Linked DNA regions of Mus musculus: region 1 is linked to region 2. A link is a contact called in public Hi-C data. All regions are on one chromosome and are shown on one strand. The core of a region is the stretch at or near the end of the contact, and the rest is flanking DNA. Distances in the headings are between cores, read along the strand shown. Region 1 has its middle 17 kb from the start of Caprin2. Region 2 has its middle 23 kb from the start of Tmtc1.

Region 1 (3,554 bases), core at 246-2,745, 450 kb before region 2:
ATAATAGACACATAATTAAACACAAAAATAAAAATCTTAAAAAAATAACTTGAAGCACAACATTGTGATTGCGGATTGTATTTAAAAAGCTGAACCAGATATATTTTAGTCTATATCAGGGTTTCCAGGGCACGGTGATACCTGTCTTTTGTTTTGTTTTAAATGTAGCCCAGGGAGGACTAAAACTCACTATATGTAGGTAGGAATAATCTTGAGTTCCTGATCCTCCTGGTTCTGCCTGTCAAATGCTAGGGTTGCAGGCATGGTCTGCCAAAGCTTGCCAGTACCTTGCCACCTTTTAAAAAATATATATTATTTTTAAACATTTATTTTGTGTCTATGTGTGGGCAGTTTTTATTGTTGTTGGTTTTTGTTTGTTTGTTGTTTGGTTTGGTTTGTTTTTTTTTAGAGGGTTTCTCTGTATAGCCCTGGCTCTGTGTCCATCTGTCTTACTCATCAGACTCAGAGGCATGGTGCCTGCTTTGGAGGGGAAGGAAAGATTGTACTCTGAAATAGTTGTAGGCCTGGCTAATGTGTATCCACAGGGATTGCGGTATATATGTGGGACTGGGTCCTGGGGACTGGACACAGGGAATGGAATTTTAAATGGGAAAAGGGAGAGTTTACTTACAACATTTTTTTCATGGTACAGAAATTGGTGCCCTGGCTAGTCCAGAAGATGGCGCTAATACACTGTATGGTTGTGTCTTACAAGTATTGCTTCTGTGACCTGAGGAAAACACTGGAAGCTCTGCTGTAGCAAATAGTTAAAGAAGGAAGTGGCTATGCCAAAATGCATATATTAGGGCTGTGCTTACTGAACAGATACTGGGGAGATTGAAGAAGGAGGACTATGAGTTGAAACCTGGCTTCAAAATAAAAGTGTGAAAAGAAGGAGGAGGAGAAGGAGGAAGAGGAGAAAGAGGAAGAGATGAAGGAAATGGAGAGAACAAGGAAAGGAGGGGAAAAGGAGGAAGACAAGTGTTTATAGGAAGATCTTGAAGATGCCATGTAAAACAAGTAAGTATACCCAGTAACAATGAGAAGTTGCTAAGTTAAATTTATTATAATGCATTTGACTTACTACTAAAACAAATAAATGAGCATTCTTCTTAATAAAACTGTATTATAAAAAAGAAAGGAAAAGGAAGACAGAAAGAAGAGAGTAGAGAGGGAAATGGTATTAATAAAATGGAATGGTGGAGTGTGTGACTGGCATATGAAAGGCTCCTGGGTTTGATCTCAAGAACCTCATATTTTGGTCAGAAAACCCACATCCCCCATGTTAAATGGCAGACCTAGAGGATATTCTATTCACACACATGCACTGGCAGAGAGAGAGAGAGAGAGAGAGAGAGAGAGAGAGAGAGAGAGAGACCCAGAGAAGGGAGCCAATGTAAAAAGTAAGAGTGGTAGGAGATAGTATCAGAGATCACAGTACTGGGCATGTCACTACCAGAGGCCTTCCAGAGCAGTACTGAGCAGTGTGGGGGCAGCATCAGATAACAGTCAGAAGCAGATGGACATGGAAGTCAGGGTTGGAACAGTCAGATCAGCTTGTAGTAGCTCATAAGGCCAAAAGTTCTCTCTCCTGAGGTAGATTTGTTGTTTTTAGACAGGATCTCGTTTTTGTTTTTGTTTTTTGTTTTTGTTTTTGTTTTTGTTTTTTAGCTCTATGCTCCTCCTCATCTTTTCCTATACGTCAAACTAAACTCATGCCAGCCAAACTCAGGGCCTCTTGGTTCATGTCATTATTCAGCCAGTGTTATCAACCATATTTCAAAAATCTACCCCTCTGCTCAGACGAGTTATTACCAGTGTATTTGACCTGAAGTACAGGACCATTGCTAGTGTAGAATACTAACATTTCCCTTGCTTGTCTCTCTGCCTCACCCTTGACTTTTATTCCATACTGAAGCCAAAGAGTCTTGTACAAGAACTAAGACTCAGATTAAAACATGACATCATCTAATGACTCTATTTAATGTCCTCTCTTCATTTCCCATCACACTTTGATTGAAAACCAAGCCTCTTCTTCTACTGCTCTCAAGACCCTAATGACCTTGACTTCCTTCTCTGTTTTTTTTTTTTTTTTTTTTAAATCACTTTCTCTCTGGCTTGAAGTTCTATGCATAGACACATAGGATCTCTCCCTCTCCCTCTCTCTGCCTCCCCTCTCCTTCCTTCTCTCCCTCCCTCCCTTCCTCCTTCCCTTCTTCTCTGTTGACCCATCCAGCAGGTCCAGTTATTCGAGGGTCTCGAGGGGACCTCCTCCTAATAACCAAATGGGGGGGTAGAGAGAGACGAGGGCCTTGTGCGAATAACGACACAGAAACCGTTCTGGAATGCATCAAAGCCCCCAATGTATTAGCCAGGCCCAAGGTTTAAAAGCACAAGAAAAAAGGGGAAGTGCCTTTCAGCAGGAGGAATGGGGCAGAGGAAATGCACCTCAGCAGGAGGGATGGGGCAGCAGAAATTTTTCTTTTGGCGACTACAAGGGGAAGCAGGAACTTGGTGGTATCAGGGTACATCTTGAGGTCAGGACATCTGGCGCTGACTTTCTCGGAGCGGTGCATCTGGTGGCCCGCTTTTGACCCCCTTTTCTTCTCGGGGGGAGAGGCCCAATTCAGAGATCAGGACAATAGCGTTGCCTTAATAGCTCCCAACACTCTGTCTCTCCCTCTGTCTCTCACTCATTAAAAAAATTCAACCTTTGGCTGGAGAGATAGCTCAGTGGTTAAGAGCACTGACTGCTCTTCCACATGGTGACTTACAACCATCTGAAATGGGGTCCGATGCCCCCTTCTGGTATGTCTGAAGACAGCTACAGTGTATTCACATACATTAAATACATACATACATACATACATACATACATAATTTAGAAAAAAACCCTCGACCTTAATTCAATACACTCCTGAATTGTTCTTACTCAGATATTCATGAAGCTTGTTCTATGTCAAAGAGGAAGGGTTAAAAAAGAGAATTGTAAAGTGAATAAGTAAAAAAATAATAATTTAAAAAGAGAGAATTAGGGCTGGTGAGATGGCTCAGTGGGTAAGAGTACCCGACTGCTCTTCCAAAGGTCCAGTGTTCAAGTCCCAGCAACCACATGGTGGCTCACAACCATCCGTAACAAGATCTGACGCCCTCTTCTGGTGTGTCTGAAGACAGCTACAGTGTACTTACATATAATAAATAAATAAATCTTTAAAAAAAAGAGAGAGAATTAAATATTTTTCTTCCTTTTGGTTTGATCAACTTGGAGTGAGTGGGTCTATTCACTGGTATGTGAGTATTGGGGGGAGGGGAAAGGAACTAGAGAATTCTGTCACTAGCCGACATTTGTAGGGTACTTGATACCATTTAACTTATTGCCAAAAAAGAAATTATCCCTAGATAGTGTATAATAACTTACTATAACTTTTTTTTTTTTTTGAAACAGGGTTTCTCTGTATAGCCCTGGCTGTCTTGGAACTCACTCTGTAGACCAGGCTGGCCTCGAACTCAGAAATCTGACTGCCTCTGCCTCCCGAGTGCTGGGATTAAAGGCA
Region 2 (3,392 bases), core at 266-2,765:
ACTGCAGGGTTTAGCCACTGGGCTTGCTGGGGTTTTGATATATACAGCACCCTAAGTGTTTCCCATGGCATACGGGCCTCCCTTCCAGTGCCAGTGTCTATTTACCTCCTGAGGCATTGGGAATGACTAAAGAAAGTAAGCTATTTAAGGGTCAGCTAGTATAGATCCATGATTTCAGAAAATCAAGGTCAAACATCTGTTTTTTTTTTTTTCAGATTTTAGAGAATCTAACTGACCCATGAAGGTCCCAATAAACTCCTTCTATCCTTTCTTCTTTTCCATATTCTGTTGTCTTTCCTTTTGTTATTTTGAAATGAGGATTCATGTGGCTCAAACTGGCTTCCAACTCATTATGTAGCTGAAGCTGATCTTGAACTCCTAATCTTTCTATTTCTACCTTCCTCTGCTGAGATTACAGGCAAATGCCACCATATCCACCTCTTTTCTTCCTAGTCCTGATTGCGAGCTTTACTGAGCCTTGTAACTCTTCTGAGAGAGGGACAGCAATCTTACCCTGTGGTGACAGTCATACCTGCAGGCAGGAAGTCATAGTCAGCTTCTCATCACAGCACAGCATCATGTAAATTAGCATAACATTAAAATTTCCAACCCAGAAAAAGTCCAATTTCTTCTTGTGAGAGTCAGAAGTCTACTCAGCAATGCTATCCAACTGTATTGTCTTGGGCCATTAATAAAGTTGGATTGATGTTGATTCAACATTTGGAAGAGTTGTGGATAGCAGGGTGAACTTGCAAGTGAATTATTGCACAATTACTAGATTAACCAAGGAGAAATGACAAGGGCGGGCAGGAGTGATGGTTCTGGGCAAGCTAAGTCAGACAGTGTCCAGCACATGGAAGATGGAATGAGCTCTGCAGACTGGGGCTCACTAATGGCTGCTCCGCACCAGCATGGAAAGCTTTCCCTCAAGCTCTGTGAGGACACTTGTTACAGGATACACACCCCTTTCCTACTCTGTGGTGTTGAAATACCCAGTTTTAGGAACAGCCCTTTGAGAGTCATGCTGGGCTATGCCCAGAATGGATTATAGTGTCTGGCCTGAACTCAGGGAAACTCTGAGAAGGTTCTGTAGGTTCTCAGGCCCTGCTGGAGGCAGATCTGTCCCTTGTCAGATGTCAACTGGATGCCTGCCCAGTGTTCAACAGCAAACAGCTGATAGTTCTGAGTCCTGCAGCCTCTGCCTCTGCCCTTCCCGATGTGAAGCCTCCACCTGCTCCATGGTTCCTTGAAGCCATTGCAGTGGTGGCTGCTATGATTACATTTCATGTCACCCTCAATTAACCTGACAGGATACAGTCCTTCCTCCCCCCCCCCCCCCCCCACGGAGACTAAGAGGAAAGAAGAGGCTTAAGGTAAAAAACAGAAAAAACTTTTATGTTCCTGGCTCTCCTGCAGGTAAATCTCTCAGAAAATTGCACTTTTATTGTTTCCAGGCCTTTAGCTCACACTGCAGCAGCCCCGGCCTGGAAGGTCCTGTTGACTCATCCATCAGCTCTCACAGGGTGGGAACCCCTGTGAGACTGGGGCCACTCAGCATAGTGGAGATGCTAATGACAGAGGCCCAGCAAATCAATCCTCATGCCTGGAGGGTACCTCAGGTTTCATCTTCCAGATAAAAATAGCACAGAGCTTGATTGCAAAAGAAATAAACAGAGAGTGTGTTATTTGTGCACAAGTGTGTGTGTGTGTGTGTGTGTGTGTCCCCAGAGGATAGTGCCAAAGCCAAATGCCTGTGGAATTTTCCAAGGAAAAATAAAAATGTAGTTGCTGTCACGCTCTTTCAGGGAATTCCCCCTCCTCCCCCTCCACCCTCTGAAGCTGGACTGTAGACAACCCAGAAGCACTGCAGTCTGTACTAAAGTGATGCCTATTAGATAATTCTCCATGTACACATGGGGCTCATGACATAGCTACTCACAACATCTGTACAACATATGAATAGCATTTATTACACAGAAAGCAATATTGATAATTTAATTGAGTTGGGAAAGAAACTTATTAAATTTAATGGATTACAGGTTATTATTTCACTGAATTAATTAATCATTGAAGGCCTAAGATATAGGGTTGACAAATTAGCAAAAATGTATCTGGTATGGTGGTACACTCCTTTAGTTCCAGGGCTCAGGAGGTAGAGAAAGATATATCTCCTAAGTTAGAAGCCATTCTGGTATACATAGTGAGTTCCAAGCTAACAGGGGCTACTGACCATGTCTCAAAAAACAACAACACAACACAACAACAAAAGGGACACCAAATCTGATCATTCGCTTTATTTATCAACTTGACACTAATGAGTCAACATGGGTAGCACCCTTCCCTAGGCAGGGAGTCCTGAAATATATGGAAGTAGAGAAAGCAAGCAAGTAAAATGAGCATGAACATATTCATTACTGTCTCCTCTTAGCTGTGGATGTGATAAGACTGAAGTTTCTGCCTTGACTTCCCCGCAAGAATGTACTATAACCTGGAATTGTAAGCAATTCTTTCTTAACCAAATCCCTTTGATAAAGGTCAGGACATTTTTATCATCAGAGCAACAGAAATTAATCTAAGATATCCAGTTAATCTTGATTTTCAGATAAATGATAAGTAACATATATTATATGAAATATAGTTATACCAAAACTTATCTGAAATTTAAATTTAGCTGGCTATTTTATCTGTCAGTTTTACCAAAAGACTTACTTACAAGCTAGGTAAAGTAAGATATAACTGTAATCCTAGCTTTTTGGGAGACCTAAATGCTAATATTCCTGGAGCTCAGGAGTTTGGACTCAGCCTGGGGAACATGGTAATATGCCATTCATCAGATCAAAACGAAAAAGAAGGAGAAGAAAGAAAAAGGAAGAGAGAGAGAGAGAAGGAGGGAGGGAGGAAGGGAGGGAAGGAGGAAGGAAGGAAGGAAAGAAGGAAGGAAGGAAGGAAGGAAGGAAGGAAGGAAGGAAGGAAGGAAGGAAGGAAGGGGAAAATACTAAATTATCCAAGAGAAACATGAGAGTGGAAAGATCTATTTTTGGCTCACAGTCTTAGAGGTATCAATCCTTGAATGGTTCTTTACACATCACAAAAACTCAGGACAGGGATAGGATATGTATGGCAGAGAGAGTTCTTCGTCTTATGACCAGGGAGCAGAGAGCTAGGAAGGGACTGGGGACCAGATGTAACCTGCAAAGTCACTTCTCCCATGACCTACTTCCAACTCCGCCATACCTCAAAAGATTCCAGAACCTCCCAACAGTGCCACCAGCTGAGAACCAAACGGTCCATCGATGAGCCTGTGAGGGACAGCTCACAGCTAAACTGTAGCACCAGAAATACTCCAAACGCACACGTGTTCCTTCAGTCCTCATCAGGCAATATGATTTCCC

The links. Hi-C and Micro-C count contacts between places; a contact is called where the count stands out from the background.
Region 1: a contact with region 2 is called in a Hi-C map of the Ba/F3 cell line, with 6 times the contacts expected there. The contact joins two enhancer-like sites. A contact is called at or near these places in 20 of 484 Hi-C or Micro-C datasets (the Ba/F3 cell line, the HPC-7 cell line, cranial neural crest and 3 more), 1 of 115 datasets of contacts at active chromatin or transcription factors (embryonic stem cells) and 1 of 9 other capture datasets (embryonic stem cells).

What each region holds. Positions count from the first base shown.
Region 1 is chr6:148,911,287-148,914,840 of GRCm38.p6, reverse strand. No RefSeq gene overlaps it. Among named protein-coding and RNA genes, the nearest start is that of Caprin2, 17 kb to the right of the region's middle. Within about 2 kb of position 1,495, at least 21 of the 459 cell types and tissues checked have an H3K27ac peak or open chromatin away from gene starts, as enhancers often do. A contact at or near this core is called in the Ba/F3 cell line, where this site is marked.
Region 2 is chr6:148,465,839-148,469,230 of GRCm38.p6, reverse strand. No RefSeq gene overlaps it. Among named protein-coding and RNA genes, the nearest start is that of Tmtc1, 23 kb to the right of the region's middle. Within about 2 kb of position 1,515, at least 32 of the 459 cell types and tissues checked have an H3K27ac peak or open chromatin away from gene starts, as enhancers often do. A contact at or near this core is called in the Ba/F3 cell line, where this site is marked.